Linked DNA regions of Mus musculus: regions 1 and 2 are each linked to region 3. The links are chromatin contacts, called in public HiChIP or PLAC-seq and Micro-C maps. All regions are on one chromosome and are shown on one strand. Each heading gives the region's core, a stretch centred on a gene start, on an enhancer-like site or on the middle of the called end of the contact. The rest is flanking DNA. Distances are from core to core; before and after follow the strand shown. Region 1 overlaps Gm4668 (predicted gene 4668). Region 2 overlaps Tgfbr2 (transforming growth factor, beta receptor II). Region 3 has its middle 8.7 kb from the start of Gm31559.

Region 1 (3,853 bases), core at 523-3,022, 190 kb after region 3:
CCATTTATCTCAAAGAGACATGTCACAACAACTGCATGCATGTAAAAATAAATACGCAAAATACAGTGTGTGAGTGGGCGTCTCAAACCACGGATCAGTTTCTTAACACCCAAGAAAGAGCTCTCTGGGCTTCCAGGTCTCTGCATTTAGTGCAATTGAGGAGTAATTGCTTTTCATTCAAAGTGCTCATAGATTGAATGGCTCACTGCTTAAGCTAATACATCTTTGTTTTCTTTTTTCCTCTCCAGTTCTCTATCTCTCTCCAGTTCTCTCTCTCCAGTTCTCTCTCTCTCTCCAGTTCTCTCTCTCTCCAGTTCTGTCTCTTTCTCTCTCTCTCTCTCTCTCTCTCTCTCTCTCTCTCTCTCTGAGTGTGTGTATGTGTGTGTGTGTAGGCTATAGAATAACCTTGACTTCTATTCTTCAGCAACATTCATTACTTTTTTATTTTGAAACAAAGTCTCTCACTGGGACCAGGGGCCTTCTGGATAATCCAGGCTGGTCACCCAGCTAGCCTCAGGAATCCGGGCTCTGCCACCCAGCGCTTACACGACACACATGCACGTCCACGTCCAGCTGTTTAATTTTGTAATTTTGAGTAGGTTCTGAGGATCAAGCTTCATGCATTCAGTTTACAGACTGAGCTATCTTTTAACCTCTTCTTTTAACTCTCAGAGTGAGAATGTGTAGAGCAAAGTTCACTGTGAAAATGGAAACACCTTTCCGTTGGGATTTCAAGAGAGGGTTTCCAAGTTCAAACAGGCTTTAGCTGAAGTCCTCTTAACCCTTGTATGGAATGGCTAACCCAGCTCCTTAAAAGGGTGTACTGTTCCGGTCTCCTGTCCCCCAGGAGGCACCCACTTGGGTTGATGGTGTTATTAGAGGCCTGTATGCTCAGAGAGAAAGGAGGTCAGCGGCAGGAGCAGACATCAGTCTCTGGGATCTAAAAAACCAACAAGAATCTTAGTAAACATTTTTTTTCCAGAGAAAGAAAATAAGTACTTGGAGTTTGGATTGTGCATGGAAGTCCCCAAAGCATTTAGTCACAATGTCAAAAGAGAACCATAGCTATGAGGGGTTCCTTGATGTCCACACAGCAGATACCCTTCAGAAACACACACAGGCAAGCACTGGCTTCTCCTGCCTCTTCAGCCTGTGTGCTCAGCCCGCAGACCACACACTTCTGCCGGAGGTCAGCCACTGCCACGGGCAGAAGAAGGGAGAAGAAGGCCTTGGTAAATCTTACTTCTCATCCTGGCTCTGCTATCAGCAATGGTAACGCTGAAATTATTCAGGTTCTCTGACTCATCAACAAAAATTAAGATTATGTAACACTTTGTTGAGGCAGGCAGGGACCATGCTCTTTTTATTGATTATTATACAACAAACCATTCCAGAATTGGGCAGAGCATGCCTGTGTTACTATGTTTGTGTGTGTGTGTGTGTGTGTGTGTGTGTGTGTGTGTGTGTGTGTGTGTCTGTGTGTTGACAGTTCAGGAAGCATAGCTGCTATAGCTTGCCTGAATTCTGCTGTGTCAGAAACTCAGCTGAGAACTCAAACCCTGAGTGGCAGAAAGCCAAAATCACCCAGACCCCTGTTCCTTTGTGTCTGGCACCTGAGCCTAAATGGCACTGCTGACTCCAGTGTGACTTAACAGCTTCACCATGGGGTCTCATCCAGGTCTCACAAAAGTGGTGGCCTGTAGGTGAATGGACTTCTCTCATAGCAACAGGAATGCTCTGCCCTGCCCTGCCCTGCCCTGCCCTGCCCTGCCCTGCCCTGCCCTGCCCTGCCCTGCCCTCAGCACCCCTCCCACCGCTGGAGTATTATCTCAACATAGGCAACTGAGGAGAAACCCAACCTTGCTGCAGCCCACCCAAAATTATGTATTCTACTGTGCCCTGGAAGCCCTGAAAATGTGTTTCTATCACAGAGCACACTAGACCATCTTCTTACCAGAGGACAAAACTGGTTTCGGGATGGTGAAGGGTACCCCATGGGATCGGGCAGAAGCTCATGCTAGCTGGCCCCATGTCTCTGGTAGCTTTCTCACCTTGCACATACTGTCCCCCTAAGTCCCTTTCTGCTGGGAGTTCTTTCGCTATTAGTCATGTGGTCATACTCCTTGGTGACCCCACCTGGGAAAATCCCTGAATGTATCATGAGCCGCAGGTGGTGCCTTCCTAGCTCTGCTCTTTGAACCATGAACTCTGGGACAATTCCGGGGGCTCACGGGAAGTCCAAGTGAAGTTGGATTGTTGTTTGTAATCTGAAGGCTCCTAAGAAATCCTACAGAAGTCATTGGGTGCTCCCTGGGAAAGGTGCGTGAGAAAAGTTCTAATACATGACCTACGTACAATGGCTTGGATTGCTAGCCTAAGACAGAGTAAAGGGTAGTGAGGGACCAGGTGCGCTTCTGATACAGCTACTAATGACAATCTGCTAAGTGTGTGATGACTCACTGGTTAGAGTGTCTACTGCTCTTGCAGAGGACCTGGCTGGATTCAGTTCCCAGCACCCCCATGGTCATGGCCATTTGAACTTCAGTTCCCTGGGATCCACGGCTTCTTCGGAGTTCTGCCGACTCCTGCACAAACATGGTGCACTGCATTCATACATACACAGAAAATAAAAATTTTAAAGGAAATTAAAAGCACAAAACTAACCAAACCAAAAAAAAAAAATCGAAGACTTACTATAAAGAAAACATACTGAAGCATTATTTGAATACTTTAAGTGAGCTAGTACTATTTAAAAATCAGTCTTGATTTAACACTTATAACATGGCTATTAGAGATGGCAAATAAGATGCTGGTGACCTCTTGAGCTCACCCTTTCATAATCCTTTGCTCACTTGTGACCCACTGCCTGATCAAAAGCAATATAAGGAAGGAAGCGTATGTTTGGACTCATAGTCTAAGATGATGCCGTCCATAACAGCCAGGAAGGATTGGCAGCTAGCTGCTGGAGGCAGCTGCCGAGGTTACAGACGTTACACCTGCAGTCAGGAAACAGAGAAGACAGGAAATGGACGGGGCTGTAAGACCCCCAGGTCCGACCTTCTACACACTTCCTACAGTAGGGCTCTAATTCTTAAAGAATCCATGGGCTGGAGAGGCGGTGTCATGCTGAGGAAAGTTGGCCACTCTTGCAGAGGATCTGAGTTTGAATCCAGCCTCCCACACTGGTAAGCTCACAGCCATCAGTGGCCATAGCTCTCCGGGATCTGACCCATCTTCCACCCTGTCTCTGTCAGCTTCGGCACGTGTATGACACAGGTACGAACATACACATAAAACCACTCACATACTCACACACACTCTTCCATAATAGATTCCTCAGCTGGATATCCTGAATCTAGAGCACAGTGCCTATAGAGGACACTTCCCATTCAATGACCTCTTTATTCTTCCTCTGTCCTAGGCCCAGGTATGATAGCTAGGACTCAATCCCAGGAGCCCATGACATCAGAGAGCAGCCAGACTGACCCTGGCAGGTGACATTTGAAAGTTTGTTTCATGAGAGGAAATGTTTTAACCTTCAAATATCCTTAATAAAGGCAAATGACAACTCAAAGCCTTGAAGATCCTGGATCTATGACAAGGGAGGCGTCCCTTGATTGGTGACAACAGACAACAAAACAGGGAACGAGGTCAGAGGAGAGTGAGTAAGAAGTCAGGAAGGGGCCATTTCTTCAACACCTGTCCCAACCTCCACCAAGGAGCAAGCCAGTCTGACATCCGCTGCTCTCTCTTGCTCAGCGGCCCTTCAGTGGTACTGTATTAATCAGGATTTTTTTTCTATCCCTATAACAAACAATAACCATCACTATAAACAGAAATATTTTTTGCTTTT
Region 2 (3,818 bases), core at 216-2,715, 230 kb after region 3:
CTAGACATCTATATCAAGGCATCTAAACATCCATCCATTTCTATTGTCTGTCTGTATGTCTGTCTGTCTACCTATCTGAAAGAAGACATAAGGTGGAAAGGAGACAGGGAAGGACCTAAGAGGAGCTGGAGATGGGGAATGAGGAGTGGATTTGATTGAAACAAGACACATTCATGGAAACAAACAAACAGCGAAAACACTGAAAAGAGAAGTTCCACTTTGTCAGGAAATCCTCCAGTCCAATTTTTCAAATGAATTTCCTTTTGTCCTTTTGTCACCATGAGGCCTAGCTGAGAAGTTTCGCCCCTTCAAACGACCGTAACAAGCAACCAACAGAACTTATTCTGAAGAGTTTGCCCAGAGTTGTCTTTGAAGAGAGAACACAGTGAAAATGAAGGGCCCTGGAGTCATGTCTTTCTACTACCTGCCTCTTCCCCACAAACAGGATTAGAAGCTGAGTCACGTAGGAAGACACTTTGGGTTGGGCCTGACCACACCTGCATATAACTCTGGAGCTGCTGCTCCAATGCAGTGTGTTGTGCTCCAGACACTCAGGGAAGTGGGGTGCTTACAGGCAGCCTCTCACCGTCTGGCTAGGATGGACTTGTCTGTCAAGTTCACCACTCCGCTTAGACTGAGTCTCTCCCTCCCACCTGTGTTTTTTGTTTAATTTAAAAGGATTCGTTTATTTTATTTTATGTGTATGAGTGTTGTGTCTGTGTGCATGTATGTGTATCATGGGTATGCTTGGTGTTAAGGAGTTCAGAAGAAGGTGTTGGATCAGGTGGAACTGGGAGCTAGGACTAGAACTTGGGTCCTCTGCAAGAGCAGCTTTTAACGTTTAACTGCTGAGCAATGTGTCTAGACTGTCTATCTGTCTGTCTGCCTGTCTCTGTCTTTCTCTCTCTGTCTCTTTCACTCTGTATGTGTTTGCCACATGTACATTTGAATATACACATGTGAGGGTGGGTGTTCCTGCACATTTATGTTCATTCTACTGCAGGCTGGAGAACAACATCCTCTGTCAACCTTAGAAATGCCTTCTAGCTTTACTTTTTAAGACGGGGTCTTCCCTTGGTCTAGAGCTCACCACGTAAAGTAGGCTGGCTAAGGCACAAGCCCAGGAACCCTCTGTTTACTGTCTTCAGGCCTGGAATTTCAAGCCACACCACCATGACCAGCATCTTGAATTGAGGGTTTTGAATTCAAGCCTCTGTGCGTGCAGAGCAAGAGGGAACCCAACTGAGCAATCCCAGCACCCCAGCCCCGGCACTATGTCCTTTGCTGAACTGTACGTAATTTCCAGCCCTGGCTGTACATCCAACTCCTCTGAGAAGTTTTAGAGTAATCCCACTGCCTGAGTCAACCCCGTGGGCGTCCTGCTCACTGGCTTGAGCAGGGCTCTGCCTTCATCACAGTCTTTTTAAAAATCCCCAGATGCTTCTGATGTGGAAGCCAAGATAAAAACCACTGATTCAGCCAAACCCCAGTGAGGGCACAGATGAGCATGTGCCCAGGAATGGTGAGGTATTTAGGCAGGGCTCAGCACCTCCCATTCATTGGCATGCTAACAAAAATGAGCAAGGTTTCAGAGCAGAGCCCTGGAAGAAGTGAAATTCTTTTGCTTTGGAGACCTAGCCACAGAATGGTGGTTTCCTTGGGGATGGGTTGTAACTCACTTGTCTGATGTGTGTGAAACCTTGGGTTCCATCCCCAGGAAGGCATCAAATGGGAGGAATAGCACAGGCTTGCTTGTAATCCCAGCCTTTTGGAGAGTGAAGATGTTGGAACCAGAGAGTGATCTTTAGCTACACAGTGAACTGGAAGCCAGGAGTTCCTGTTCTTGAGACCTACCTGGGAGATTTGGGGGAGGTGAAAATATGGGGGGGGGGAGTCTCTCACTGAACCTGGAGCCTGCAGGTTCCATTAGGCATGGCTGGCTGGCCAGCTAACCCCTGAGAGCATCTGTCTTTGCCTCCCCGGAGCTGGGATGGCAGTCTACTGCTGCTCTTGCCTAAGTGCTGAGGGTCATCGTGCAAGCCTGATAAGAGCTTGACTAACTGAATTCTCTCTCCAGCCTATGGGGTCCTTCCTTAGCACTGATTATTGCAGAGGGACAGATTAAATTCATTGTTCCTCTCCCTTCCTATGTTCTGGAATAGTTCACAGCTTCTGCCTGCTCATCTAAGGCTCCTAGTAACATGGTTGAAAAGTATATTTTAACTATTCCGCTTTGTTGGAGGAATGTCTAGCCAGGGTGCTTTATATCATGTAGGATTTTAATCATCATCTTTGAAGGGCTAGAAAAATTGTACTTTTAGACTTGGGTGATGGCTTTGGGACTCAGTGGGTAAGAGTGCTTGCTTGTAAGCATGAAGACCTGAGTCCAAAGTTCTAGTTTGGGTGGTGGTGGCTACATGTGCTTTAACCCCGGTGCTCTGAAAAAAAGGGAATGAAGAATCACTGGGGCTTGCTAGTAGGCAACACAAACACACACATGTGCACACATACACATAAACACTCACACACAGGCACGTGCACATACACAGGTGCTTCCACATGCATACATGTGCACAAACACATGAACAAACACACATGCTTAACACCATGCGTGTGTACATACACATGGTTACACACACACACATACACATACAGGCACATGTACATATACACGTGCTTCCACACGAATAGTATTGTTGGGTTGCAGAGGTTGCCAAGGGGGTTATGTACTGTCGAAGCATAGGGATCAGAGTCTGGATTCCCTAGAACCCACATAAAAGCCAGCAATGTGGCCCGTGCTGTGCCTGCAGTTTCAGTACTTCTTTGATGAGATGGAGAATCCCCCGCAGCTCTCTGGTTTTCCTCAAGGAAGAAGGCAAGGGCTGACGTCCAACATATCTCCTGGCCTCCCCATGCATGTTCTTCTGCATGCACATGGACGGACACCTGCACATAGACACACACACACACACACACACACACACACTAGTGAGGATTATGTGATTATAAGCAGCGCAGACTCATCCTGGACAAAAAAGCAGAAGGTTGGGACAGTGGTGGGGTGAGAGGCCAGGAGAGGTTAGAACAGCATGGTGACCCATTCTTATGAAAAAACCATAGTGAAACCCACAGTTTTGTATACTAACTTTAAAAATCTCTCCTGGAGACTCAGGAAAGGAGGGTAAAGGAAGTCTCAGACAGGTTGGGAAGTTTCAGGCTGAGGAATGCTTGCTTTTAACCAGGCTTGGCTTTTATCAAAGTGTCCTGCAGAGAACTGGCTTCCCCAGGCAGGGCGCTGGGCTTCCCCCCTCCCCCCCCCCCCCCCCAGCTGTGAGCTGGTCACCTCCTCTGTTCTGTCCTGGGAGCTCGGCAGCGTTTGGCAAGCTGTGGCTGAAATCCTCCAAAAAAGCCTTGCGTTATATATATATTTAAAAAATCCAATGTTTTCTCTGAAATATTAATTTCCTTGCTCTAGGCTGTTGTGGGCTTTGCCTGGAAACTTAATCTCAGCCCCTGGGCTCTGCATTATGTGTCTGTCATTGAAATGGAGCTTAACAAGAATCACTTGATACCTTGGCAAGCCTTCCCTGTTTTAAACAGTCTTTTATCTTGGGGCCAGGGATTTGCGTTTGCAGAGGCTAGGCCCGGCTGACTCCAGCCCTGGCAGGTTGCAACTTGTTGCAGATCTAGTTCGGCCCATTTCTCTCACTACCAGGACCTCCTGGTGCTGCCACTCAGGGCTTAGGTTTAACAGGGGAGCTAATCCCTATCATTAGTTGTTGGTTGTTTTCTGCTTTTGCTTCACCAAGGACACCAAA
Region 3 (3,672 bases), core at 330-2,829:
TGAAAGGAAAAAATGACACCCCCCCCCCCACACACACACCAAGCTGTGCCTTGACCCCTGCACCTCTTTGTGAATAAATCCTCAGGGCCCTTCCTTGTACTTAAGGTAACTGTTTCTTCTTTTCCTGAGCAAGACAGTACCTCAGAAACCTCAGAAACAACAGTCTAGCACAGCCCCCAAATGAGATATGTGCCACTGAACGCCCAGAAGTGGCTGAAGCACTCCCAGGGAGCCATGGAGTAATCTCGGGGCTATCATGGAGTATCAGGGTGCGTAGCCTGCAGCCAGGAGCTTTTCTGATAAAAGAAAAATTATATAGTAACAGACCCTGGTCCTTGAGGAGTAGAGAAATTGTCACTGCTCTTTTATGCACTGTGAGTTTTCGCCTAATGTAAACTCCAGCAGTCTTCCAGCTCTCCACCTGCAAGCTAATCAAGGCTCTTTGGTTCTTACAGAGGACAGAGGTTTAATCTTGGCTTCCTGTCCCCAAAGATCTGTCTCTCTGTGTGGCAGAGATCTCATACGGGACCTGGAGCTCTAGAATGATGGTTGCCACGATTTTGGGGTACATATCAGATAGATGCCTTGTGAGCTCCTAACAAGAAGGAAGTGAAGTGTGTGTGTGTGTGTGTGTGTGTGTGTGTGTGTGTGTCCACAGACTATGAGTGGAGGTCAGAAGGCAACTTTGAGAGTTGGGAGACCAAACTTAGGCCATCAGTCTTGGCAGCAAGCACTTTTGTTCATTGGGCAATCTTACTGGTCTTTTACTTAGACTTTCTTTCTTTCTTTCTTTCTTTCTTTCTTCCTTCCTTCCTTCCTTTTTTTTTTTTAATAGAAATAGAAAACCAACTTAATACTGGAGTTCACAATCCTTGATCTATAATGTAACTCATTTTACAAACCCACAATAGCTCTACATGGAATATTTTCTATATTATACTGTATTATCTAGTATATATAATATACTTCCATGTTGGAAGAGCTAAGTAACACCCACAGCAGTTACCACCATGTGTAGCGAGAGATGGGTGGTCTGTTCAGAGCCTCAGAGCTGATTGTGGGGTGTAATCACGAGCCTTCTGCTTTGGGGTCTAACGACGTGTTTGGAAATGTGGGTGTGGCTGACTTCTCCACAGTCTGAAGGTTTCCACTGTTCCAGATGGCCAGTAAGGAATGCGTGGCCCACCTCTGTGGGATTGAGGAAGCTAGGTGGTATTTCTCGGCAAAGAACACAAAGGAAGTTATTTATGACTTATGCGTTCTTTCAGGTACTAGGGGTGTTTGATTGTATTCATAAGTCGTCTATGAAACAAAATAATGTGTTGGAAAAGCAGAGCTCACTCACGGGGATAGTGATTTTCCCGAGACTAGAGTGTCGAATGACCCCTCCGGGGAGTAGAGGCACTGGCTTAGCCCTGGCAATGCTACAATAGCGTGCCTTCTATATCAAGACTCTGAGGCACCAGGCCGTAGAGCCCCGGCTGGCGCACTGTGAGCACAATTTAGAGCTTGTGATGATTTGAATGAGACACATCTCTTAGGCTCCTGTGTTTGAACACGGCCCCAGCTGGTGGCGCTGTTAGGGAGGGTTGTGGAACCTTGTAGGTGGTGAAGCCTCACTGGAGGAAGTGGGTTACTGTAGGCTGGCCTTGAGGTTTTATGAAAGCATTTCCGGTCTCACTTCATTCTCTGCTCCCTAACAGAGAAGGGACCATTCCTAAGAACCAGCTCCCTCAAGATCCTGCCTTCTTGTATTCGCCATCTGGAAGGACTGTTCCCCACTCCCAGCCGTACCCCTACCCCCACCCCCATCCCCACCCCTTAAGCCATGAAGCAAAATAAACTGGTTCTCCTTTAAGCTGCTTTTCGACCAGAGTGAGAAAAGTAATTCAGCAGAACCTAAAGAAAGGTGTCCTGCCAAGCCTGGCCAGTGTGAACAACAGAGCCAGCAGAGCCAGCAGAGCCAGCATTCCTGTGTTAGACTCTCGCCAGCATCTCAGGCATACCCCATCAAGAACTCTCTGCGAGACAGCCCTGCGGAAAGCCGAAGCCGAGCTGGTGTTTCTGGGGGCTACACTGGCACGGAGACATCAGATACCTCCAGAGCACAAGCAGCCAGGCACAAGTGCTCAAGCCAGTTAGAAACAGCGGCAGCGTCTAGGGAGAGGTGGAGTCCCCGGGTTTGTTGTTTTCCCCTATCAAATTTCTTAGAAAATAGTTGAGGTCAGCGTGTGTTTTGTATCACTTGCATGGAATGCAACAAAGAAGGAGGAGACCACTTTAGTATGAGCTTCGGGTGGAGGGATAAATTTTACTCTCTCTTTATGCTGTGGGCAATGTGTTAACATGCCGCTGGCTGAATTACCCTCGACTTAAAACACCTGAAAGCAATAAATCCAAGTCCTATCAGGTGACTCATGGGAAAGGCATGCCGCTCTCCTCTTCCAGTCCACAGTCCGTGAGTGTGCATGCCAACCACCATCACCTGGAGGCTCATTGAAAACGGTCCGCTGTGTTTCTGATTGAGTGTATTTCTGGGCTGGAACGTGGCCCAGGAATTTGCATAGCAAAGGAACTCCCAAGATGATGCTGACATTGCAGCTCTGGGGTCACCCCCTAAGAATCCTTGTCTTAAGTAAGGGGCTAAGTTGCAGAGCAATGGAGACACCACAAAAACCTGACACACTGACACATGTGTCTATGATCCCAGAGCTCGGAAGATGGAGAAGCCAGAAGGGGTGGAGGAGGTGGCAGCCTGAAGATCATAAGGAATAATCTAATACATATCAAGATCAAGGCCCCCCTTGGACAGCCTCAATAATAAACAAACAAATTCACTACCCCCCAAAAAAGGCTCTCTTAAACCCAAGATTACTCACACAATTCTCTTCTCGGGGACATACCAGGGATCCTACCTGTTAAGGTTCACAATATTAGCCCAACATTTAAAACCATTTTTAAGATCCAACAGATATGCCACATGTCCCACCCAAGAGCTACTGAGACTCACAAGGCTGCTCTGCATCCCTTGTGATTTTGTGCCTTATCAGTGTGGTGGCTCTCCTCCTGCTGTGGTTCCTTCCATTGTCCTTGCTTGAGCCCTGCCCTGTGAATGCTCTAACAATCATACCAGACATCACTGCTCTGTCCCTGCCAGATCCAAGTGCTGGTCTTGCAGCCCTTCTTTCCTTACAGTTTTCTCTCCTTATAGTTGTTCACAGAATAGCAGAGCTTCTCTGGCCTCCTCTTTAAAGATCCCACACCTTCCAGTGGGATGTACCTTTTGAAGGGCATTGTGTCAGGAGATGAAGAGTCTACAAAGAAATATGGTGCACAGGTGTGATGGAAGATGTTGACAGTCAACCTAACAGGGTTTGGAATCACCTAGGAGACATACCTCTTGGCGTGTCTGTGAGGAAGTTTCCAGAGAGGTTTAGCTGAGTCGGAAAGACCTGCCATGAGTAAGGATGGCACTGTCCCATGGGCTGAAAGCCTAGACTGAAGAAAAAGAGAACTTGAACTGGGCAGAAGAATTCATCTCTCCCTGCTGCCTGACTGGAATCTACCTCAAGCCCCTATGGCCATGCTTTCCCTGTGAACCAAAATAAACCCTTCCTCCCTTCGTTAAGTTTCTTCTATCAAGTAATTTGTCAGAGCAAGAAGACCAGTAAT

The links. Hi-C and Micro-C count contacts between places; a contact is called where the count stands out from the background. HiChIP or PLAC-seq counts read pairs in DNA pulled down with a chosen protein or histone mark.
Region 1: an HNF4G HiChIP or PLAC-seq map of pancreatic cancer cells shows a contact between it and region 3. The contact joins two enhancer-like sites. A contact is called at or near these places in 2 of 39 promoter capture datasets (the C10 cell line and maxillary cranial neural crest), 1 of 15 datasets of contacts at CTCF or cohesin (CD8 T cells), 10 of 484 Hi-C or Micro-C datasets (CD4 T cells, ECoMG myeloid progenitors, ECoMG-derived neutrophils and 7 more), 8 of 115 datasets of contacts at active chromatin or transcription factors (CD8 T cells, the HPC-7 cell line, T-cell acute lymphoblastic leukemia and 5 more) and 1 of 9 other capture datasets (embryonic stem cells).
Region 2: a contact with region 3 is called in a Micro-C map of muscle stem cells, with 6 times the contacts expected there. The contact joins two enhancer-like sites. A contact is called at or near these places in 3 of 15 datasets of contacts at CTCF or cohesin (CD8 T cells, the NIH/3T3 cell line and large pre-B cells), 17 of 484 Hi-C or Micro-C datasets (the C2C12 cell line, CD4 T cells, CD8 T cells and 12 more), 13 of 115 datasets of contacts at active chromatin or transcription factors (CD8 T cells, Th2 cells, bone marrow-derived macrophages and 10 more) and 1 of 9 other capture datasets (embryonic stem cells).

What each region holds. Positions count from the first base shown.
Region 1 is chr9:116,191,605-116,195,457 of GRCm38.p6, reverse strand. It overlaps Gm4668 (predicted gene 4668), which reads right to left. Exons shown (of 4, transcript NR_152204.1): 3 at 2,461-2,603; 4 at 572-940. Among named protein-coding and RNA genes, the nearest start is that of Gm4668, 4.4 kb to the right of the region's middle. Within about 2 kb of position 1,772, at least 23 of the 459 cell types and tissues checked have an H3K27ac peak or open chromatin away from gene starts, as enhancers often do. A contact at or near this core is called in pancreatic cancer cells, where this site is marked.
Region 2 is chr9:116,150,703-116,154,520 of GRCm38.p6, reverse strand. All of the region lies in intron 2 of Tgfbr2 (transforming growth factor, beta receptor II), which reads left to right. Among named protein-coding and RNA genes, the nearest start is that of Gm31292, 7.2 kb to the right of the region's middle. Within about 2 kb of position 1,465, at least 94 of the 459 cell types and tissues checked have an H3K27ac peak or open chromatin away from gene starts, as enhancers often do. A contact at or near this core is called in CD8 T cells, the NIH/3T3 cell line, the STO cell line and 5 more, where this site is marked.
Region 3 is chr9:116,382,323-116,385,994 of GRCm38.p6, reverse strand. No RefSeq gene overlaps it. Among named protein-coding and RNA genes, the nearest start is that of Gm31559, 8.7 kb to the left of the region's middle. Within about 2 kb of position 1,579, at least 220 of the 459 cell types and tissues checked have an H3K27ac peak or open chromatin away from gene starts, as enhancers often do. A contact at or near this core is called in CD8 T cells, the NIH/3T3 cell line, the STO cell line and 6 more, where this site is marked.